Linked DNA regions of Mus musculus: regions 1, 2 and 4 are each linked to region 3. Evidence: chromatin contacts called from public Hi-C and HiChIP or PLAC-seq data. All regions are on one chromosome and are shown on one strand. The core of a region is the stretch at or near the end of the contact, and the rest is flanking DNA. Distances in the headings are between cores, read along the strand shown. Region 1 has its middle 89 kb from the start of Fam174a. Region 2 has its middle 44 kb from the start of Fam174a. Region 3 holds the start of St8sia4 (ST8 alpha-N-acetyl-neuraminide alpha-2,8-sialyltransferase 4). Region 4 has its middle 27 kb from the start of Fam174a.

Region 1 (5,822 bases), core at 523-3,022, 440 kb before region 3:
CAATTTAAGGTTATTCATACTAAGTTAGTAATAAAAAATCTCCTGTTGAACATCCCTAAGTGTCTGCCCACATTTATCCTTGGAGGGAGAATAGATAAGATCTAGTCAGAGAAGGGATACTGTTTCTACCAATAACTTCAATGTTTTTACCCAACTCTTATCAAATGGGCTTCAAGATGCTTTCCCTTTCCATCTCTTTCCTTCTTAAGTAGATTCTATCTTATAAAGGACTTCTAGGTGTTCCAAAAGAAACTAATCAAGATTTATTATTATTATTATTAATCATTTTTCAAATGTTATTGGGTAGTTTCTCCAGGTAGATGTAAGGAAGCATTGTTTATCAAATATAGACTCCTGAGGCCCATTCAAATAAGCAATTAAACCCTACTCTGAATATCAATGAATTTATTGCATTTACACATAGAAGCATGAATGACCCAAAGTCAGTTATTACATAGCTTCACCAAAGACCACCATTTCTCAACAATTGTTTACTGGTTTTACTGTCTTTGGAACATGGCATTGTGTATCTTATAACCTTCTGAGCTTCCTGAGTCTTTTGATTTGCTTATGAGCCTCCGTCTCCATTCTAGAAGGTAATACTTTACTCTGAAGAAAGTAACCATAAGACAGGGGCTATAGAGTCAGGCTGTCATAGTGATAATCCTGTCTTGGAGAATTGTGGTTTTAGCCACTTTTGAAAGAATTTGAATGTCTGACCAGCCCGACAAAGAAGTTGGCAGTCCAATGGAAAACTAGGGAGGCACAATGAATTTATTTTCTTTTCTAATGTCTTTCCTTTTTTTCCCTCCTCTTTTTCCAATGCAAGAGGTTAAACTTGGAGCCTCATGCATGCAATGGAAGTGTCCTACAACCTAGCTATGTTTCCACCTTTATAGTGGAGGCTTTTTACACTACTCAGCACCTTGAATCTGTTTAGTTAATGCACACAGCCTGTATTTCTATTGACCCAAACTGTACTTTGACAAAAATACATTTTGCTTGTAGTTCCTCAAGAAAATATTCTCTTGCTCTTGGATTGCACAGCAATGAAGTCAATCTTAACATCTCTGATTATAGTGACAGAAGGGGAGTAATCTCTCTTATCAGCATATTAGAACACTCATTATAAAACCTGGAAATTATGATAAAATATAACTGTTGTAGCTAGACTCTCAGTGTCAGAATGACCCTTATGCTTACCTGTCATGTATTTGGCAATTCCCTGATACTACTTTCCACAAATATTGGTTTCCCAGTATTTGTGCTTTTTGAAAAAAAAATATATTGTAGAAATTCCCTAGATGAGTTCTTTTCCTATGACATAAAATTCCTATCTAAGAAATTTCGAAGGAGGCACCTTATTATCTGCCAGGACTCTTGACTGAAGCAAAGCAATCACACTAGAATTTTCTCCATTTCCACCCTCAGACACTTTTAAATCCTGTCATCCAAATCAGTATGGTGCTAATACATTCTCAAGCACTGAGGACTCAGAGGAGCATGAGGCTTCAGTGTGTTTATAGAATACATTTCATGTAGACAGGCACGGAAGGAACAGTTTGCATAATCATCTGCCAAGAAGAATCCATCTGTCAGGAGAGTGGAAGCTGTTATCAAACAAGCTCATGTTAAAAACAAAATCTCAATTCACTTTTTATGCACTTCATTTCCTTGAGACTAATTATTGGTGTGCATATAAATGGAGGGAAAATATTTCTTCTTGGTAACACTTCAAAATTCTGGTCTTAGCAAGACACAAAAATAGCTGTTCTGTCATGTGATTTCCTCTGGGGATTTACTGTGCAACAGAGAGTGTTGAGGCTGGGAATTCCAAGCAATTCACAGTTGCCAATGAGAAATTTTACTTTCCTGCTTGTGACAAATATGAACAACTAAAATATTGTTTCAGCTCCTTAATGTTAACTAATCCTGATTAGGGTCCAAAAAATGGATATTTCCTTAACAACAAAGCATTTATCATCATAATTATTTTCTGATAAAGTTCTTACATTTCTGCTCAGTTAACTCTGAAATGAACATCAGTCTTTGGAGAGAAACTGAAATATTCAAAGGCTCATTTTAGAGACTATAGCGTAATGTAAACATTTGAGTGAAAAAATGGAAAGAGAGAAGGGAATTATTGTTTCTTGAAATACTCTCCAGTTAAAAGCTTCAGTGTTTTTGGTGTTGTACATATTCTATGAAAATGTTGCACCCTCAAGTTTTATGTGTGTTAACTATGTACTTTAAAATAGTATTGATACAAAAGTTGGTATTCTTGTGATTGAATACATGAGATAAAGTACTTTAAATAATCTAACAATCACTAAACAAGTTATTTACAGATTTTCATTGGCATTCACCTAGCGATATTTATTGAATACACCTGTGGTGTCAGGCAGTGCCTAAGATTTGGATACTGGAGTAAATTCAACTGAAAAATCTTTCAAGTATTTGATTTTAGAACCTTTAAAAAGGCATGTTTTACAATTATGAAAACAGGCTATCTACCCTGAGCCTTCAGCTTCTCATGGGATTCTGTGGCATCCATCATTCCATCATTGTCATTTCCAATTATGTATCACTTCATTCAACAAAGGTATTTTCAAGTGCTTGAGTTGGCTTCAATGTTCTACATGTTGGATTTCCAATCTATTAAAGGGCTTAATAAATATTGATTATAATTGTTGAATTAAAATTACAACTATAAAGCATGAGGAAGAAATTTTATGGTAACATACAATATGTTTATATGTAATCATACTACATGCCAGATAACAGGTGAGATTCACACATACACCAGTTCCACAGAGGTGACCCTTAATAATTTTCCTACTAATTGTATTTTAAGCCTTTACTTAAACTTAAAGCTCTATTTTTTGCTTTTTTTTTTTTTTGCTTTTTTAAAAATTGGATATTTTCTTCATTTACATTTCAAATGCTATTTGAAACTTAAAGCTCTAAACTAAAGTTTTTACATTGTTTTTGCATTGTCTCTGGGGATGGCAGTGCATTGCTGTGTCAGCTCTCAACTTACTGCTCCTGCTGCTGGGTTACAGTAGAGATCTCACGATGTTGCAGATGCCAGAACAGTGAGAATCCTGACAAAAGGAGCCACATACAATGAATGGAGACAGCTCAAGGGAGAGGTGTATTTTATAGGCAGCAAAGCTGGTTCAGAGAGGCATCTAAAATCATTGACATTGGACATGGAGCTGCAGGATTTGGTATTTTAATTTGCTGTGTTTAGATCTTGCTTCGGTTAAGTATTTCCTTACTATGCTTTGCTTCCTCTATTTTAGAATGGCAAGGAATACATGTATATGTGTATGTGCATATATATGATATATATGTATGTGTATGTATACGTATATGCATATGTTGTACATGATGTATATGTGTATGTATATGATGTATATATGTATGTGTGTATAAGTATATGTGTATGTATATGGTATATATGATGTATATGTGTATCTGTATGTGTATGATGTGTATGTATAGGTATATGAATATGTACACATATTAGTTACATAAATAATTTCCTTTGTGAGTTTTTACAGTGTGTTACAATTAAGAGGTTGCCTTTACATCTCAGATGAGATTATGAGTTTAAAATTGTATTGTTGAAAGAGGAACTCTCAATTCTGAATATCTATGCGCCAAATACAAGGGCAGCCACATTCATTAAAGAAACTTTAGTAAAGCTCAAAGCACACATTGCACCTCACACAATAATAGTGGGAGACTTCAACACACCACTTTCACCAATGGACAGATCATGGAAACAGAAACTAAACAGGGACACACTGAAACTAACAGAAGTGATGAAACAAATGGATCTGACAGATATCTACAGAACATTTTATCCTAAAACAAAAGGATATACCTTCTTCTCAGCACCTCATGGTACCTTCTCCAAAATTGACCACATAATAGGTCACAAAACAGGCCTCAACAGATTCAAAAATATTGAAATTGTCCCATGTATCCTATCAGATCACCATGCACTAAGGCTGATCTTCAATAACAAAAAAAATAACAGAAAGCCAACATTCACATGGAAACTGAACAACACTCTTCTCAATGATACCTTGGTCAAGGAAGGAATAAAGAAAGAAATTAAAGACTTTTTAGAGTTTAATGAAAATGAAGCCACAACGTACCCAAACCTTTGGGACACAATGAAAGCATTTCTAAGAGGGAAACTCATAGCTCTGAGTGCCTCCATGAAGAAACGGGAGAGAGCACATACTAGCAGCTTGGCAACACATCTAAAAGCTCTAGAAAAAAAGGAAGCAAATTCACCCAAGAGGAGTAGACGGCAGGAAATAATCAAACTCAGGGTGAAATCAACCAAGTGGAAACAAGAAGAACTATTCAAAGAAATAACCAAATGAGGAGTTGGTTCTTTGAGAAAATCAACAAGATAGATAAACCCTTAGCTAGACTCACTAGAGGGCACAGAGACAAAATCCTAATTAACAAAATCAGAACTGAAAAGGGAGACATAACAACAGATCCTGAAGAAATCCAAAACACCATCAGATCCTTCTACAAAAGGCTATACTCAACAAAACTGGAAAACCTGGACGAAATGGACAAATTTCTGGACAGATACCAGGTACCAAAGTTGAATCAGGATCAAGTTGACCTTCTAAACAGTCCCATATCCCCTAAAGAAATAGAAGCAGTTATAAATAGTCTCCCAGCCAAAAAAAGCCCAGGACCAGACGGGTTTAGTGAAGAGTTCTATCAGACCTTCAAAGAAGATCTAATTCCAGTTCTGCACAAACTTTTTCACAAGGTAGAAGTAGAAAGTACTCTACCCAACTCATTTTATGAAGCCACTATTACTCTGATACCTAAACCACAGAAAGATCCAACAAAGATAGAGAACTTCAGACCAATTTCTCTTATGAATATCGATGCAAAAATCCTCAATAAAATTCTCGCTAACCGAATCCAAGAACACATTAAAGCAATCATCCATCCTGACCAAGTAGATTTTATTCCAGGAATGCAGGGATGGTTTAATATACGAAAATCCATCAATGTAATCCACTATATAAACAAACTCAAAGACAAAAACCACATGATCATCTCGTTGGATGCAGAAAAAGCATTTGACAAGATCCAACACCCATTCATGATAAAAGTTCTGGAAAGATCAGGAATTCAAGGCCCATACCTAAACATGATAAAAGCAATCTACAGCAAACCAGTAGCCAACATCAAAGTAAATGGAGAGAAGCTGGAAGCAATCCCACTAAAATCAGGGACTAGACAAGGCTGCCCACTTTCTCCCTACCTTTTCAACATAGTACTTGAAGTATTAGCCAGAGCAATTCGACAACAAAAGGAGATCAAGGGGATACAAATTGGAAAGGAGGAAGTCAAAATATCACTTTTTGCAGATGATATGATAGTATATATAAGTGACCCTAAAAATTTCACCAGAGAACTCCTAAACCTGATAAACAGCTTCGGTGAAGTAGCTGGATATAAAATTAACTCAAACAAGTCAATGGCCTTTCTCTACACAAAGAATAAACAGGCTGAGAAAGAAATTAGGGAAACAACACCCTTCTCAATAGTCACAAATAATATAAAATATCTCGGCGTGACTCTAACTAAGGAAGTGAAAGATCTGTATGATAAAAACTTCAAGTCTCTGAAGAAAGAAATTAAAGAAGATCTCAGAAGATGGAAAGATCTCCCATGCTCATGGATTGGCAGGATCAACATTGTAAAAATGGCTATCTTGCCAAAAGCAATCTACAGATTCAATGCAATCCCCATCAAAATTCCAACTCAAT
Region 2 (6,060 bases), core at 749-3,248, 400 kb before region 3:
ATTAATAATGATGTAGGAGTGAGTGTTGGTGTCACCACCTCTGGACATGTTGGTCCTGAGTTGTAGAGAAAAGCAAGCTAACCAAGCCACAGGAAGCAAGTCAGTAGCACTGCCCTTCCATAATGCCCGCCCCAGTTCTTCTCTCTGTTTCCTGTCTTGAGTTCCCTTCCTGGCTTCCCTCAGGAGGACAATCAGCTACAAGCTAAAATAACTGCATTTGGTTCAGAGTTGCTATTGGTTATGATGTGAATTACATCAAAAAGCAAAATAAGACATGATATATATGACATATAATGTAAAGAACTTACATACATTTAGAACTATTTGAGCTTAAATACAATCAAACTTAGATTTCACATGATAAGTTTGCAATATTTTAAACAATGCAAATGAAGGTGATTATTTTCCACTCTATTGAAGGAGATGAAGAAACATCTGTGTAATGTCTTGCAGAACACAGAACAGACATAATTTCTTAGGTTCTTTGAATTATGCCTTCTCAAAGCCACTGAAGATCTGTTACAGTGGTCAGAAAAATGGTATCTGAAAAGATTTTGATGAGTCTGGAAACCACTTAGTACAAGAAATCTTTACATTTTTATTTACAAAAAAAAATCTTGTCACTTTTATTTAAGAGGGTTTTGCATAAAATTGTCTTCAAAACAAAGGCAACATTTAAGAATTTTTATGTTTATAAAAATGAAAGGTGTGACCTGCTAGTGTATAAGTTTTCTGTTGCTACAGAACAAGTGAACAAAAATATATGTTTTAACGGAACACACATATTATCATTTCAGCACATAGGTCTATCTCAACTGTCTCTTCAGCTAAAGTTTTATCCTAGGATGCATTTGAAACATTAGTCAGGAATTGACTTTCATCTAGTGACTTCCCTGGAAAGATATACCTCCAGGTATGACTGGGAGCCCTAGACATATACCAGCCACACTTACTACAAGTTCCCTACCACCTGACCTTCAAAGGAGCTTAACATTATAATTAACTTATTCAAAGCCATAACATAGAGGGAGCAAAACAGCCATGAAGAACAGAGTTGATATAGCATAATGAGAGGAAGATAATGAATCATAATGATAAAATATCATCACAGGGGGAAGATTACATAACACCAGTGCCAGAAAGGGAATCACTGGGGCTGAATCAGTGGGGATATCTTGGGTTTGACTGCCATTGAAGTTAGCAAAATGATATATCTACAGATTAAAGAGATAGATAAATCAGTAATTAAGCAATAAGTGTTAACAAAATAAAATTGCTAACCAAAATAGCTGTATTGACGTCACTGTGATGACTCAGTGGGTAGGAGCACATGGCCCCAATTCAATCCATCCTGAGAACTCACGTTACGGAAGCAGAAAAGAACACTTGCAAAGCTGCCCTTTAACACCCCCATATGTCCTATGGCATGCATGTGCATATATACACATGGTAAATAAGTATAGAAGATTAAAATGTTTCATTGTTATCAGTTAACTTTCTGATATACATTTACTGTACTTGGATAGAAACCTCGGGAAGGGAAGAAGATGCTCTTCTCCAGTGCTAACCCTTGGCAACCTTTGCATTCCTTCACATTTGATAGAGTCTGGCAACAGATAAAAGCAAGAGCAAAAGAAGGTTGCATCTATTGCCCAGGGCAATGAAGCCAAGACCTTTCACCCTATGAGTGTTAAAGATCTTACGTGTGCTTCTAATGTTGAGATTCCTCAGTATTTAACAGCAGCTTGTGGCGCAGCTTGCTAAAGCTACTGTCACAGCTGTCTCTGCACATGAAGCAGATAAAAGAACATTTTCTCTCTGTTACTGCTTGGGTCACCGCCAGCTGCTGCTCTCGTAGATTCACCTCTTTTGAAGATGTCAGTGTAGCCTGATATTTGTGTTTGCAGCTCGGTCGGTCTGCTGACTTCTCAACTCTGACTCTGGCACCTGTCAATGCAATGTGGTTCCCACAGTTTCGCTTTTACTCACTGTGGACTCTCTCCCACACCACCACATATTCAAAAGCTCTTCTGCAGCTGTCAAAGCAGCCAGCTGCTTTTCCCCTTCTGTAGCTTGGCTCTCCAACCTTCCCTCACTCACTGCTACTGCTGCTACCACAGCTCTGTCATCTCCGCTCTACTTCTTTCTTCATGCTACCAAATGAGATCATTCGCCAATTGCAAGGAAGGAAAACAATGCCCGATTGAAAGTCGTTCACTGGGCTGAATGTTGAAACACCAGCGCAACAACAGCGGAGTATCTCTTAGCTAGCTTACCCATGAACCACATAGCTTCTCTGTGTAGCCAGAGAAGGGGTGTTTTGACCAATCACAGCAAACTTTACACTCAAAGGCAAGTTTCTTGTTTTCACTGACCACAGGCTGGCCCAGCTTGTATAGTTAGAGCAGTTCCATTGCAGCTCCAGGAGCCCCCATTCCCATTCCAGCCTGGGTAGAAAAGAGCCCCATGAGTACCCTGGGGCTTTTCATAGCAAAGTATCCCATGCAAATGGTACTTGAGAGAGTTAAGACTGAGCTGCGGTTTCAGGAGGGCGGTTGTCCCTCTACAGCAATTGTGATCTGCATAACGGTAGTCCAGTCAGTTGGTTTCAAACAGTCCTTTTCTTCAAGGTATCCTGTAGAGATGGAAAGAAACCAATAGTTGTCACCTAGGAATCCACATCACAACACTATCCAGTTTCTCTCATTTCCAGGCAGACAAATATCAGCAGAAGCGCTTATAATTTATATTATTATCAGTTTTAACATTTAACATTATTTTTTAATTGGATATTTTATTTACATTTCAAATGGTTTCTCCTTTCTAGGTCTCCCCTTCGGAAGCCCCCTATCCCATCTCCCCTCCCACTGCCTCTATGAGGGTGCTCCCCACGCACCCACCCACTCCTGCCTCCCCGCCCTGGCATTCCCCCACACTGGGACATCGAACACCCTCAGGCCCAAGGAACTCTCCTCCCGCTGATGTCCAACAAGGCCATCCTCTGCCACATATGCAGCCAGCACCATGGGTCCCTTCATGTGTATTCTTTGGTTGATGGTCCAGTCCCTGGGAGCCCCAGGGGTTCTGGCCTGTTGACACTGTTGCTCCCTCCATGGGGCTGCAAAACCCCTCAGCTCCTTCACTCCCTTCTCCAACTCCCCATAGGGGACCCCAGCTCAGTCCAATATTTGGCTGTGTACATCTACATCTGTATTTGTCAGGCTCTGGCAGAGCCTCTCAGGAGACAGTCATATCAGGCTTCTGTCAACAAGCACTTCCCTGCATCCACAATAGCGTCAAGGTTTGGTGGCTCTATATGGAATTAACATTACTTTAATACATTTTGTTCTTACCAGTACAACCCAGGGAGAGCTAAAGCTCTCTTATCTATTTCCAGATGGTATGACTCTATCTGGTCTACATCCTCTTTCAAATAATGTTCTAAATGTCAATTAAATACTCGCAAGTGGGTATATTAGCTTCTCTTGCAATTTTCTGTCATAAAATACCTATTATTTTATACAAATAATCATAATTTTCCATATATGTATATGCATGTGTAAAACCCAAGGTACACAGATATTACTAAGTAGCTATTGTAATTCAGAATGAAACCAAACCTCATATCTTCTCGCCCAAGTTCCCTATGCTACCAAACTATATTTTTCTTGGGGTTTTCTTTCTTTTCTCAATAACTGTCAAAACAATACCCAGCAATAATATTACTAAACAATGGATTATTATGAAGTACATTTTAATAAAGTAAAATATTTCTTCCTCCTCTGAAAACAAAGAGTTGCTACAGACTGGTTGTTGTGAGCAAGTTTATAATCAGTTCCAACTAGATTTTTACTACTTCAGCCATTTTTAATAATCAGGGCATTAAAAGCTGCATTTAAGTATGTAAGGAAAACACAATTTTAATTAGCTATATTATATAAGAGGACACAGATGCAGATGTTTTTAAAATGTGCCTATATCAAAGAATGACAAGTTGCTGTGGTTTTGGTTTCATAATAATAGAAGTTAAATATAACTTTTTGACAGAAAAAAATAATGCTACTTGATTCAATTTGTGAAACTGATACCAAAGAAAAATTGGGGGAATCTTTGAGTCATGTCCCCTGATGGCAAATGAAAATTTAGGTAATTCTGCATGGCACGAAATACTCTATGACAGTTATCCAGCTTCAGATTTTAAATATCAGTACTCATTAAATTTTAAACGACATGAATGTTATTATTTTAATAGTACCTGCTTAAGGGTAAAGCAAATACCCAGGGCTAGGGTTAAGTGTTACTCATTCTACATTCTCCTGTTCAGAGCTCCCTCTATCCTGGGGAAGGGATTTTTAGGGAGTCCTCTTATTTAGGGATGAGTGTTCCAAGGGTTGTATTCTATCATAAAATCTTTTTGATTTCTAAATGAAATGGTATCATAATGTTCATATATACACAAAGATACTGTCTTAGTTAGGGTTTTACTGCTGTGAACAGACACTATAACCAAGGCAAGTCTTATAAAAAACAACATTTAATTGGGGCTAGCTTACAGGTTCAGAGGTTCAGTCCATTATCATCAAGGTGGGAACATGGCAGCATCCAGGCTATCATGGAGCAGGCAGAGCTGAGAGTTCTACATCTTCATCCAAAGGCTGTTAGTGGAAGACTGACTCCTAGGCAACTAGGGTGAGGATCTTAAGCCCACACCTACAGTGACACACCTACTCCAACCAGGTCACACCTCCAAATGGTGCCACTCCCTGGCCCAAGAATATACAAACCATCACATTCCATTCTCTGGCCCCCATAGACTTGTTCAAACACATGAGTCTGGGGGCGGGGGGGGGGTATACTTAAACATAGCATAATGCAAAATGCATTTAGTCCAACTTTTAAAGTCCTCATAATCTATAGCAATCTCAACAATGTTAAAAATCCAAAGTTCAAGGTCTCTTCTGAGATTCATCCAATCACTTAACTGTAATCCCCAAAGAACGATAGGAAGCCAGCTGGGCAAACTCCAAACTCTGCATCTCCATGGCTGATGTCAAAGCAGTCTTCAGATCTCCACTCCTTTTTCATTTTTGTTGATTGCAACAAACTGCTTTCTCCTGGGCTGATTCCACTTCCTGTTAGCAGCTTTCCTCAGCATGTATCCCATGGCTCTGGCATCTTTAACATCTTTGAGTCTCCAAGGCAATTTCAATGTTACAGCTTCTTGTTTCACTGTCTAGGATTCCACTTAATCTTTTGGACTCCTCCTAAGGGCTGGCATCATTTCTCCAGCTCTGCCCTCTGTAGCACTCTAAGCTCAGGTTGATCCACTACACTACGGCTGCTGTTCTTGGTGATCATCCCATGGTACTGACATCTCCAATACACTGGGTTGTTTCACTCCAACTAGGCTTCACCAATAGCCTCTCCTAAGCTCTCTTCATGGTGCTAAGCATCAAATCCTTTGCCTGACCCCCTTCAGTCCTGGGCCATCAACTACAGCTGAGGCTTCACCTTCTCCAATGGCCTTCCATGACCTCTCACAGTGCCAAGCCTCAGCTGTTCTTCATGACACTTTCATGCCTTCAAAACTGGTACCACCTGGGTGACTCTTACACTTTACCAAGTCCAGCTACAGCATGAGGTACAACCTTGGCTATCTCTGGAACACAGATTCTTTGTGCTCCCAGAAAACAACTCCCAGATTTCAACTCAGTGATGCTGGTCTCTTCTTAATCATTGCTTATGTCTTAGCTCCAGCTAACCAGCATCAATTGTCCCAGTAGTTCCTGCCATTCTTAACTCTAGAGCCAGAGCCACATGGCTGAAGCTGCCAAGTTCTGCTGCTTACAGGATCTAGAACATGATCCCCTTGTACTATTACATTATCACTAGCTTTATGTTTTCTAAATCCTTCACTGCCTAAGCTTGGCTATCCTGGTTCTTGCTCTGTAGATTGATCTTGAATGCAGAGATCAGCATGCCTGTCTCATGGGATTAAAGGTGTGTACCACCATGCCTGGATCTAAATTCAGCTGGGTAGGATCTTGCCCCAAGTTCCCA
Region 3 (5,535 bases), core at 2,915-5,414:
TAGCTGTGGAATGAATGTGACTAGATTAAGCTTCTTCATTAATTGAAACTTAAAAAAAAACATATCAACAAAAGACTTGAGTCAAACTAAGTCTGAACTCAAGCAGGGAGCAATTCTATATTTTATTCCCAAAGTATCAAACAAATAAAGATGAGATATAGTGTAGTGTAATTGAAAAATTAATCTGGGAATTAAAGGGCAAAAGATGGAATACTGTTTTACAAACCCATCTTCTACTTTGAAACAATTTAAAAGTGAGTTTTTCTGTGCAGTTATAATCTCAGCACTGGGTGTTCAGCTTTACTATCAACCTTATACATGGCAAAATTCAAAACTGTTGATTGTTTAGTAATATAATGTAAGGAGCCTTAAGGGAGAAAAAAAGACATGGATAACTATACTGAAGTCTCATTGTAGTTCTGCCAAGTAAGTTTCAGGGAGTCTCACCAAAATTGGCATCTATATATCATTTAACTTTGCCACATGTTTAAATTCTTTCCTCACTAGAAAGGTTTGCTCAAGTAGTTGTGCATGTGGGAATCTTAAAAGCCATTTCCAGTATATTCTGGTGAGTATGCCAAACGTGAAAAAGTAGTGAAAAGCCTGTGGGAGAAAGTAACTCAAGAACGATCCACTTAATACTACCAGTGGTCTGATGTAGATGCATTAACAAAATCCGTCTATCAATAAAGTTTATCCAGAAGGAAATGGCAGGTTCAGGTGGTCAGTGATTGTCACTCACACTGTAGGGAGTAATCCCCTACTCTTGTTGAACACACTGCTAAGGTTCCTCCAGAAATAGAGGACGGCAACCTTTCTCAGCTACTACTTTCCTTTCTGTGTACAATGAGTGCTTGATGCTGAAGAGTGAGTGATGCTCCATTGGCTGTGCGTGGGGACTCTGCTAAAGAAGAAGTGGTTGGATAGAGAAACCTCCTATCTAGTGGGAAATATTCATGGTGTTGGGGACTCTGAACTCAGAGAAATGTAAGATTAAAGAACTTGGTTGGAGCTACTGCCAGCCTGTAAGGCTTGCAGTGCCCCCCAAAGGCTGTAGCCTGCCTCTATGGTCTCACTTTTAAATGAAGTTTTGATCTGGCCTTCAGGGCCCCTTTACTCTTTAAGTCATTTCAAAACTGGCCTCCCCATAAGCTTGCACAGAGACGAGATGGTGGGTTAGCTGATGAATCAAGTGCTCCACCAGAGGCACTGTTAGGGAGTTGAAAGAAATCATGTGCTCAGGTCACCCCCCTGAACGTTTCATTCAGGCCAAAAGGGGATGAACATCCAGAGACCCCAGCTACCCTGCACTGCTCTTGGTAACACTGGCCCCACCCTGTGCCTGAGTCTGGAAGCCCAGAGCAGTCAGGATTTCTCCAGCACGTGGGTGAGGACTGTCTCCACAACCCTGTCTCTGCCTTGTTCAAAAAAGCTGCAGTTGCGGGCTTTAATTAAAGAGGAGGAGCTTTGAATGTGAATTTTTTTGTTTGTTTGTTTGCTTGACTGTCACAAATGAAGGCAGGCTTACTTCTTTCTGAAATGATGCTCACACACGAAACACACACGAAACACACACGAAACACACACACACACACACACACACACACACACACACACACACACACACACACACACACACCAGTCTTCTCATTATCCTGCTCTGACTACTAGTTCTTGTAGAAGAAAGGGTAGACACCAGCACGGCACCCGGTACACCTCTCTTCCTGTTTTGATAACTCAAGCGCTGGCCTCAAGCCTTCTCATAGGAACTGGGAAGAAAGAACTGGCAGCTCAGCTTGCAAAGGGTGCGGAGGCACAGCTCAGTAGAGCTAACCCAGTCGCTGTGTGACTGTGGGGCTGCAGCTCCTCTGATGCCAGGGCTGTGCAGACCCTCCCTTGATTTCCAAAAAGGCCAGAGAATAAATGTCACTGTGAAACGTGGAGTGTCCTGGATCTGATATTTTCCTTTGGGGCACCCGGGATACAGGCCTCCTTCCTGGAGGCAATTTATCCGAGCAAGGGAATGACTCCTTTGCAGGGTTTGGACATAGTGTTCATCACCACGCCCACTCCTGCTCGCTAGGGTCCCAAACCACTGGAGTCCTGTAGAAGCTTGGCCGCTTTGTCTAAGCGCCGGCTCCTTGGAACCCAATCAGTTCTGAAGGGAACAAAGAGCCTCGATTCGCAAGCCCCAGCCTCCGCCTCTCCCAGGAGTTCCCACGCGCGGGTTCACCACCTTCAAGACCCCTTTGTCTGCCTGGCAAAAACAGGTCTGCTGGGTTTATTCACACCCCTCCCAATTTTTCTTTTCCACCATTGACATGGATTTTCCAACCATCCACTTCTAGGTAAACGACTTCACCTAATTCTTTTTATTTATGTATGTATGTATTTATTTTTCCTCTCATACAAACCTTGAATAGGTTTGTTGAAGCATAAGGACCATTCGGCCCACTCCTTATTAGTGTTCCTTTCTCCTAGAGTCCCCTTTGAGCCTAGTACTATTAGCTTTATGCAGAATAGCAAGTCCTTCCGGGAGGATACACCTGCGTCTTACTCACTTCATTGTGACTGATTACTCAGAGAGGAGCGGGGATATTAAGAAAAGAGCTGCGTAAAGTTTCCTAGTGTGTGTTTGAGAAGCTCTCTGCCCCGCCCCCCACACAAAACCGCGCACACACAAAAATGCCAAAGCATCCTTCTTCGTTTCAAAGATGCCAGAGACAATGTAAAAACAGAAGGAAATCTCAGCCAGTGCAGTTTCCGACTGTGGAAAGCTCCGGACTTGGGAGGATTTCCGAAACAGGACTTTTAACAGAGTTGACAACAGGGCCATATCCTCAGATGTGCGCTTCCAAGCCTTGTCAGAGACAAGAAGTTACAAATCGCTCGCTCTGCTCCCGGATAGACTTCAAAGGCAGAGAAGCCAGGGGAGAGAGGAAGGAAGTGAGATATTTACAGAACTTAATGGGGCGGAGATTTTGATCACATCTTGACAAACTCAAAAAAAAAGAGCAGATATGGTCTGTAAAGGCGCAGTTCCCAGTTCCCTTCTAAAACTGTAACCATGAAACCCGGGAGTTTTATACGTAGAGGAGTGAATAAGGAATTTTCCTTATTGATACTGAAATGTCTAACTTAAAGAAAGAAAGAAAGAAAGAAAGAAAGAAAGAAAGAAAGAAAGAAAATAGATCTTACAGGCGTCCCCTCCCCCAACAAAAACAAACAAAAAAGAGTAAAGACCCACTTCACTTCTGTGACCATAAACTTTGGAGAACGCCGCTTTTTATGGTGTCCTCATAGACTGGCGGGACACAGAAGGAAAGAAAGAAAGAGAAGGCTTGAGGAGTAAAGACATCTCTGAATTCTGCTCAAGCGTTAAACTGACAAGGGCACTCGTTCTTTGTTGACACTTCTGCAGTGACTTCTTTGGTGAGCTGCACCCTGTGCCAATACATCTTTCACCACCACCACCACCACCACCACCACCACCACCACCACCACCACCACCATTGCACAGGGCAAGTTAAACTCATCCTAGAACCAGCATGGGAAACATGCACACACACCTCCAAAGAGCCTTTGTTATTTAATTCATGACACTCTGCACAAGCACGCCCAAACCAATACACACAGCACTCCAAAAACGTCACTCTCCCGGCTCTAAGCACACTTCACTATGGCTTGATTTGGTGTCATATCCTTGAACATGCATTTACCCGATGAGTTGCGTCTCTTGGTGCTCCTCAGTTCTGGCTATTTCTTTTGTCTTATAAAAGATCAGGAGTAGACTTATAGTGCAGATGGTCCACCGTTTTCTAATTGAGCGCATCTTGGGTGCCCGGGAAAGTCCTGGTTGTCCCAGCTCAGGCACCTTCTCCTGGTATAAAGGCTCCGTTTTGGGATGATAATCAAGGGGGAGAAATCTGAAAATTGCGAAGGGAGCGTGGAGCCGAGATCCCAGAATCAGGTCGCTAGGATGTTCAGCGGTGGAGCTCTCCCGGTTCTCCAGCGCTGCCCAGCTCCCTGCCGCGCAGTTAGCGCTTACCGGGCCCGGGTCGCTCTGCGCCGCCTCCCTGGGGCTCAGGTTTCTTTTCAAATGTGACACCTTGTGCATTGGAGGTGGCGGTTTCTTCTGCAGCTGGGCTCGGGGGCGTCACTGGCCCTTTCCTCGCCGTAGCAGGGAAACGATAAGCAAGGCCAGCCAATCACCGTGCTGAGGGGGCGGAGGCTGCTGTTGCCTTGCGTTACTGGCGGCTGCTCGGAGAGTCGTTGTGAGCTCGGTCTGCACTATGCCGGGTGGAGGAAGCTCACAGTCGCACGCGGACGCGTTCTTGCGCACATGCCCCCAAACCACAGACACACACAGAACCACACTATCTCCTAGGACGCCCAAACGTCAAGGCTCCAGATCCGCCAGCTTCGACACCAGCATTCATCTCATCTGAGAAAGATGAGACTCATCCCACCAGAGGAACGCAATGGCTAGGGATAAGGATAGCTCGAGAAAGCAGCCTATCATTCAAAGCGTGTTTGCTAAACATACGTAAACGCACGGGCGAATAAACCCGACCGAAGCACAGTGAAATCCAACAGGGAAGTGGAAGGGGAACGTTCATTATTCAGTGCACAACTCTGTCTGGAAAATACGATTATTCACAGGAGCTGATGAGCTGATCTCGCCCGCAGAGTGGATGGGTAATGAGGATCCCAGCTTGAAGCTTGAGGTAAGCAAGTGAAGTCGGAGGCATCCTTACGAACATTATGGACACTTCTGTGACCCACGCGTTGTCGTTTGGAAACTCCTCACGAAGTGAAGGCAAATCCAATGCCATTTAAACTTCACTGCTGAGACCAGAATTCTGAGAAAAGGCAGCGTCCTCCGGCACACCCACCAACACATTCGTAATCCTAGGGAAGAAGAAAGGAAGGGTAAAAAGCAGGAAAGGCAGGCTCCTCTTGAAAATCCAACTGAAGTGTATTGGGCTCTGATTTTCACCCCTCTTCCCGCCTACCTTTTTTTTTTTTTTTTTTTTTTTTTTTTTTTTTTTTTTTTTACTTCTATTGTATTGTGCAGCTGGCGCGCTTTCTGAGTATTCTAGCTGAGCACCTCTCCATTCCTAGTTTCTGGCACATTCAAGAGAGCTGACTGCTCAGGCTTATCACACCTAACATCTACATGCTTCCTCAGCAGGAGACAGAGCCTGGAAACCAGACTCCTTCCTATCTGTGTGCCTTGGCCCCAGGATTCCAGAGGCTCTGAAGTCTGACTTCCTGCTCCTTCACTGAGCAGTACCTTTGCTAGTCCATTAGCCCATTAAGTTTGCACTTTCCACATCAGCAAATGAGAAGGCTCACCACCAGGATTTGGGTATCCTTGGACTTAGGAAGAATTCAGAGTGACTCAAGGAGCAGCATTAAGTAGAAAGACATGACCCTTGCTTAAAACCCGAGGTTCTAGAACCTTTGCCTAGCTGCTGAGGTCTTTAAAAGTAAACCAACAGAGCTTAGTATAAGACCCTGTTTATGTGTGTC
Region 4 (5,897 bases), core at 1,150-3,649, 330 kb before region 3:
AACTGGAGATGATGCGGTAGATGCTTCTGGGGAAGGTATTGATAACAGGTGATTGAGAACAGTCATAAACTGTGCCCATTGTTGAAACACAGGACATCACAGGGATTGAGTTTTCAAGTGTATAAAAGGGGCCACTGCTGACATGCCAACAGTCTTGTAGTTATCAAACAGACCTCTATGTGGCAAGAGCAGTAGCCCATAACAAAAGAAAAATTGTAGATACTTGAATAACTGGTACAAGAGCAGCTGGAGTCTCAACATATAGAAGGGTCTACCAGCCCATGGAAAATCCTCCTGTTGTATAAAAAAAAAAAAAAAAAAAAAAAAAAAGAGGAAAATTGAGGATGATAGCTGATTTAAGACCAATGAATAAAGTAATTAAATCAATGGCTCCTTTACTGCCTGGACTTCCTTTATCTTCTCTGTTCCCTAGATCATGGTCTATAATTGACTAGAAAGATTTTGTTTTCACAGTACCCTTCCATGTGCAGGATAGTGAAAAGTTTACTTTCTCAGTACATAATCTGAACAACAGTGGTCGAATAAAAAGATGCAATTGGAAGGTACTTTCACAGGGAATATTAAATAATCTAACTATATGTCAGTATTTTGTCTTGCAATCATTAGAATAATTTGTAAGCAATTTCCCCAGTCTTTCATTTACCGTTGCATGGATGACATTTTGTTGGCTAATTTTGACAAACATGCTTTAGAGAACATGTTTAAAGAAACAAAGAATTCTGCCATTCTGTGGGTTACAGATTGTTCCAGAAAAAAACCCAAAAACAAACAAAACAACAACAATAACAACAATAAATAAAGAGGAGATTCACTTAGTTATTTGGGTTATAAAAATCAGTCAACAAAAAATTCTACCACTAAAGCTACAGATCCGTAGGGACTCTGGATGATTCTGGCTGCTTCTGCTGACTCCTGTTAATTTGGTGAAGCCTTGCTTGTTTCTGCTGGACTGTGCCACTGCTATTGATCACTATTTGGTGTTTGCTGTTGAATTGGACTGCTGGTATCTGACAAGGAAGAGTAGAATCATCTCAAGGAACTACTTCTGAAACAAGTCCACAACAGCTTTTGCCTATGGACCTTCTTCCCCTACCTCTGGTCAGTGGTTTATAAGGGAGGTTGAAGTCTTTAAGAAACCTAAGTAGTGGGTTTTGAAAAAAATCTAAGCCTACACATGCTCATCATGGGAGAAACAAAACACACACACAGAAGGAATCCAGTGGTATCCATTTGTGGAGACCACTAACATAGACTGTCTGTCCACCAGAATTTATAACTTCCTTATCTGCAAAACAGACCAATCTTTCAACCAGTATTCCCCAAGTTATATCTCATTTAGGGCTTGGATTGAACACTAAGATTTATACATTTGAATTTAAGGGGATGATGATAGGTTTGGATGCATTTACAGAATGTAACACAATTCCCCAAACATGGTTTCTCTTTAACAAAACCAATATAAACAAAAGAAACAAATGACCTTTCCTCTTCAACAGTCAATAGTCCAAAGGAAAAACATGGGTTTGAAGTTCATTAAAAATTTAAATAATTATAAAAGGATGATTTTGCCTGGGGTACTAGAGGTAGCTATGCTGTCTTTCTATGGAACACTAAGTGACATTTTGGCTTAGTACAATGTTTAATTGTTAAATTGGATGCCTTATTCTGTCTCTCTCCTCTAATACTTAGTACTTTGTCATGAAACATTTGATACTTATTTTCCTGGTAATGTTGAACCAGCACTTAATTATTATCTCTTTCTGTCACACTCATTCCTCAGCACATGCCACCTATTTGGCTGGGTTCTAGTTGGGACCCTAGTGAATGCATATTTGCCACTTTTTCTATCCTCTAGGCTGCTGACACTGAGCTGTAAGGCCTATGCTTGAGTTTGAATAACTGAGTCTGATTTATGTTGATAGAAACTTGAGCCTCTTCCTTCATTCTCTTTGGAGTGTATACCATTAGACAATATCACTATGGTTTCTGTTTTCTCTGGAGGTGATCTCTGTTTTGGGGTTTAGAGTCTTGATGCTGTCCTGCTTTTTGTCTAGCAGAAATCAATATGCATAGGAATTTGCTTTATTTGTTTATTTGTCTTTGTCCCAGAGTTGTCATTAAAAGATTTTCTAAGTGCACTATTGACTGGAACCCTGCCTTAAGGTTATAATGTTGCACATTACTGAAAACAACCTAAGACTGTATTTTGCTCTGATACATTTCTTATTTTGAGAGAAGGAGGAAGTTCTCAGCTGTTCCTATCTCAGGGAATCAAAGATCAGTGAAGAGACAAGACCCACAAGTGTTGCACAACTAGCTCTATTAGCAAGTCTACCTCAGCCTCTATTACTGTCCTGTGAGTTCTATTTATATCTTCCAAATATCATGTGTCCTCCACAGGTCTTGCATCAGCATTTGTCTTACTTCAGTACTGGTCTTGCCCTACTTAGCATGTGCATCTGTCTCAGCTGACATCACTCTGCCAATCAGCCTGAGGCCAGAGAGGCAGCAAGAAACTACAGCACCCTACCACAAGTTTTTTGGTGTGTTTCTCTCTATGAAGTCCTGACAAATGCAGCTCAAATAGGGTAAAGCAGACCAATACCAGTGTGTCATTAGCAAAACAATACTTCAAGTGTCCTTTCATGTGTGTGTTTTAGCAGAACATCCTTTCTCCTGTGTTTGCTTTAGCTAAATGTCCCTTCAGGAGTCTGTCTTAGAAGTTCACCTGGGTACACTTCAGCTAAACATTCCTTCATGTGTTTGCTCCAGCAAAACACCATCTAAACAACTTTTTAAAAAGTACTCTTGAAGGAAAACCAAAGTGTGGATACTTTGCTCCTTCTTAGAATGGGGAACAAAATACCCTTGGAAGGAGTTACAGAGACAAAGTTTGGAGCTGAGATGGAAGGAAAGACCATCTAGAGCTACCCCACCCGGGGATCCATCCCATATACAACCACCAAACCCAGACACTATTGCATATTCCAGAAAGATTTTGCTGACAGGACCCTGACATAGTTCTCTCTTCTGAGTCTATGCCAATGCCTGGCAAATACAGAAGTGGATGCTCACAGTCATCTATTGGATGGAACACAGGACCCCTAAAGAAGGAGCTAGAGAAAGTATCCAAGGAGCTAAAGGAGTCTGCAACCCTATAGGAGGAACAACGATATGAACTAACCAGTACCCCCCAGAGCTGTGTCTCTAGTTGTATATGTAGCAGAGGATGGCCTAGTCGGCCATAAATGGGAGGAGAGGCCTTTGGTATTGTGAAGATCATATGCCCCAGTACAGGGGAATGCCAAGGCCAGGAAGCTGGAGTGGGTGGGCTGGGGAGTGGGGGGATGGGGAGGGTAGGTATAGGTAACTTTCAGGATAGCATTTGAAATGTAAATGAAGAAAATATCTAATTAAAAAAGTACTCTTAAGTTTCTATAACCCCTGTGACACTCTAGCACTCATCAATGAAATTTTAGATTACCTAATCCTTCTAGAAAACTCCCCTAATGTCCTCTAAGAAGGCCTGTGCTTTGCATAATACCCTAGTCTAAGGTCTTCCTTCAGCAATTTTTGGACCCTTACAATCTCATGTTCTCCCCGCACAATAGTGTCCTATTCTATTTAGATAGAGTTTAAGTTATATGCCTGTCATGTTTCCAATAGGGGTGCCCGTTCCTAGTTTCCTGTACTCACAACTCAAAAGACAGATCATAATGTCCCCAAGGCAAGTTCAATTGAGAAAAGAAATAGAAAAAAAAAAAAAAACTTCTATTCAAGAAAAGGGTACAATAAAAATTCATATATATAATGCATATAGCATATATAATACATATTTATACATATATATGTGTGTATGTATATATATGCATATACACATGTGTGTATATGTGTGTATGTACGTATATGTGTGAATGTATATATATAAACCTTGTATTTTTTCCAAAAATTAATACAATGAAATTTTTTTGTTATTTTTAAACTTAATCCTATAAAAATTTTCAATTTTGTGAATATTTGAAGATATGTTTTACAAAAATATATCATTTAAAGGTCTGGATGCATGCATACCTGTATAAAGCATATGGAATATTTTTTTACTTTTATTTTTTGCAGCCCAGTCCCCCTCCCGGTTCGCCCTCCCACAGTTCTTCATCCCATTCCTCCTACCCCTTGTTTCCAAGAGGGTGTCCTGCCCCTACCAGGCCTTCCCACTCCCTGAGGCCTATATTTTAATTTTAATTCGGTTTCCTATTGTACATCAAAAGTAATTCTCTGTCTACAGTCTAGTATCTATATATCTATTATATATGTGTATACATATACATATATACATACACATACACATACACATACACATACACATACACATACACATACACATACATATACATATACATATACAACAGATCTTACATTCTGCTAAGCATTGCTAGGCATCCCTACCCTAGTTCCAGAGTGAGCTCTTGAGTCATGCAATCTTTCATCCTTTTTAGCTTCAGTATTCCTTGCTTTATCCTTTGAGATGGTTACAGACCTAATGCCGCAGATTCTTGTACATTTTTACAACTGCTGTAGTTGTAATGGAAAACCTCGCAGTCTGTTTGGTACATGTTTGGTGAAGCACTGACATCTTACTGCTTTACAGTTCAGTCTGGGTATCTTCACACTGAGTGTACTTTTTATTGACTGGCATTTACACTGCCCACTTTCCCTCCCTCAGAGTATTGGCCATTGGCTGAGTCCATTAGAAGATATCATGGGGAGGAAACCAAACCCTTACCTTCATTTATTCCTTGATACTATCTGATTTTGCCTGGCCTTTTCCCAGTTTACCTTTCCTGTGAAGGCTGCAGTTTGCTATCCTCACAATGGTTTCTATTTAGAATACTGGCAGAGCTTTTATCTCTTAATCTTCTAGAGATCTGAATTATAGGATTATCTGGAAAAACAGATGTCAAGTTGTGGGCAGAAAGTACTTCTCTTACTAAAGTGGCATTTCCCCCATCTGTGCCTGTAGGCCCCTTCACACATCCAGAGTTTCCCAACAGTGCCAAGCTGGCTCCACCCAACATTCTGTCAGTTCTTTTTCAATGCTGCATTCACTCAGCATACCATGTGCTTCACATGGTACAGCAGGTAAAATGCTAATTCTGTTTTCCATTGTACATCAAAAGTAATTATCTTTCTACTGTCTAGTATCTGAATGTCCAACTTCATCTCTCTGCATTCTCCATTAAGACAGATCTGCAATTTGTTATCCATTATTTATAACAACTTCTTATAGGACTTACTAAATCAATCAAGGGGCAACTAAGTACAATAACAATACATTTGAGCTAACGTAAATCTCAAATAACTCATAAAATCTCCAGAATAACCAGAGGAAGAAATATTCCAAAGGAATCCTGCTTCCAAGCTTCTCATTTTACTTCTAGGTCATTGAAAACAGAAAACCAGAAACTGCAGCAAGCTGCTCAGAATGCAGATCTTTGAAATGATGTATGCTGGAAATTCACATCTCCTTGCCTAGAGGCTGCTTCATTTTGTTCTGGTCTACGATGAGACTGCTCTTGGCATTGGAAAGATATCCAAGGGCTACAATTTTTAACATTACTTAACCCTTTAATTTACACACACACAAGCACATGGGTTTGTGCACGCTATGGGTGCTAAACCAGGATAAAAGTGGGGGCTTCTGTACATGGATTTCTTGTTCTCCCACTTGTGCTGAAAAACACATGACAACTACAAAATAAGAGATTCCACACAGGGGACATTGTAGACATCTATCCTTCCCTCACCATGGGAACATTGTTAATATGTTAAAGCTCCACTAACATTACTTGGAAGAACTTGGATGATAATAACTATGG

Evidence for each region. Hi-C and Micro-C count contacts between places; a contact is called where the count stands out from the background. HiChIP or PLAC-seq counts read pairs in DNA pulled down with a chosen protein or histone mark.
Region 1: a Hi-C map of cerebellum shows a contact between it and region 3, with 1.7 times the contacts expected there. The contact joins the enhancer-like site here to the promoter of St8sia4 in region 3. A contact is called at or near these places in 7 of 39 promoter capture datasets (the 3T3-L1 cell line, the C10 cell line, the HPC-7 cell line and 3 more), 1 of 15 datasets of contacts at CTCF or cohesin (pro-B cells), 1 of 484 Hi-C or Micro-C datasets (cerebellum), 4 of 115 datasets of contacts at active chromatin or transcription factors (the SCID.adh cell line, astrocytes, embryonic hindbrain and 1 more) and 3 of 9 other capture datasets (adipose tissue, liver and macrophages).
Region 2: an H3K27ac HiChIP or PLAC-seq map of regulatory T cell precursor shows a contact between it and region 3, with 7 times the contacts expected there. The contact joins the enhancer-like site here to the promoter of St8sia4 in region 3. A contact is called at or near these places in 6 of 39 promoter capture datasets (the C10 cell line, the HPC-7 cell line, hippocampal neurons and 2 more), 2 of 15 datasets of contacts at CTCF or cohesin (large pre-B cells and pro-B cells), 4 of 484 Hi-C or Micro-C datasets (B cells, DN3 thymocytes, pre-pro-B cells and 1 more) and 12 of 115 datasets of contacts at active chromatin or transcription factors (the 230-238 cell line, CD8 T cells, the SCID.adh cell line and 8 more).
Region 4: a contact with region 3 is called in a Hi-C map of bone marrow-derived macrophages, with 20 read pairs. The contact joins the enhancer-like site here to the promoter of St8sia4 in region 3. A contact is called at or near these places in 4 of 39 promoter capture datasets (the C10 cell line, the HPC-7 cell line, hippocampal neurons and 1 more), 1 of 15 datasets of contacts at CTCF or cohesin (pro-B cells), 5 of 484 Hi-C or Micro-C datasets (bone marrow-derived macrophages, cortical neurons, forebrain and 1 more), 7 of 115 datasets of contacts at active chromatin or transcription factors (the 230-238 cell line, the HPC-7 cell line, PVALB interneurons and 3 more) and 2 of 9 other capture datasets (adipose tissue and liver).

Annotation. Positions count from the first base shown.
Region 1 is chr1:95,221,844-95,227,665 of GRCm38.p6, forward strand. No RefSeq gene overlaps it. Among named protein-coding and RNA genes, the nearest start is that of Fam174a, 89 kb to the right of the region's middle. Within about 2 kb of position 1,773, at least 13 of the 459 cell types and tissues checked have an H3K27ac peak or open chromatin away from gene starts, as enhancers often do. A contact at or near this core is called in cerebellum, where this site is marked.
Region 2 is chr1:95,266,278-95,272,337 of GRCm38.p6, forward strand. No RefSeq gene overlaps it. Among named protein-coding and RNA genes, the nearest start is that of Fam174a, 44 kb to the right of the region's middle. Within about 2 kb of position 1,999, at least 100 of the 459 cell types and tissues checked have an H3K27ac peak or open chromatin away from gene starts, as enhancers often do. A contact at or near this core is called in the 230-238 cell line, CD8 T cells, DN3 thymocytes and 10 more, where this site is marked.
Region 3 is chr1:95,663,430-95,668,964 of GRCm38.p6, forward strand. It overlaps St8sia4 (ST8 alpha-N-acetyl-neuraminide alpha-2,8-sialyltransferase 4), which reads right to left and starts at 4,165. Exons shown (of 5, transcript NM_009183.2): 1 at 3,720-4,165. The coding sequence starts at 3,832. Gm30431 (predicted gene, 30431) reads left to right here and starts at 4,272. Exons shown (of 4, transcript NR_166710.1): 1 at 4,272-4,727.
Region 4 is chr1:95,337,417-95,343,313 of GRCm38.p6, forward strand. No RefSeq gene overlaps it. Among named protein-coding and RNA genes, the nearest start is that of Fam174a, 27 kb to the left of the region's middle. Within about 2 kb of position 2,400, at least 24 of the 459 cell types and tissues checked have an H3K27ac peak or open chromatin away from gene starts, as enhancers often do. A contact at or near this core is called in the HPC-7 cell line, the SCID.adh cell line and bone marrow-derived macrophages, where this site is marked.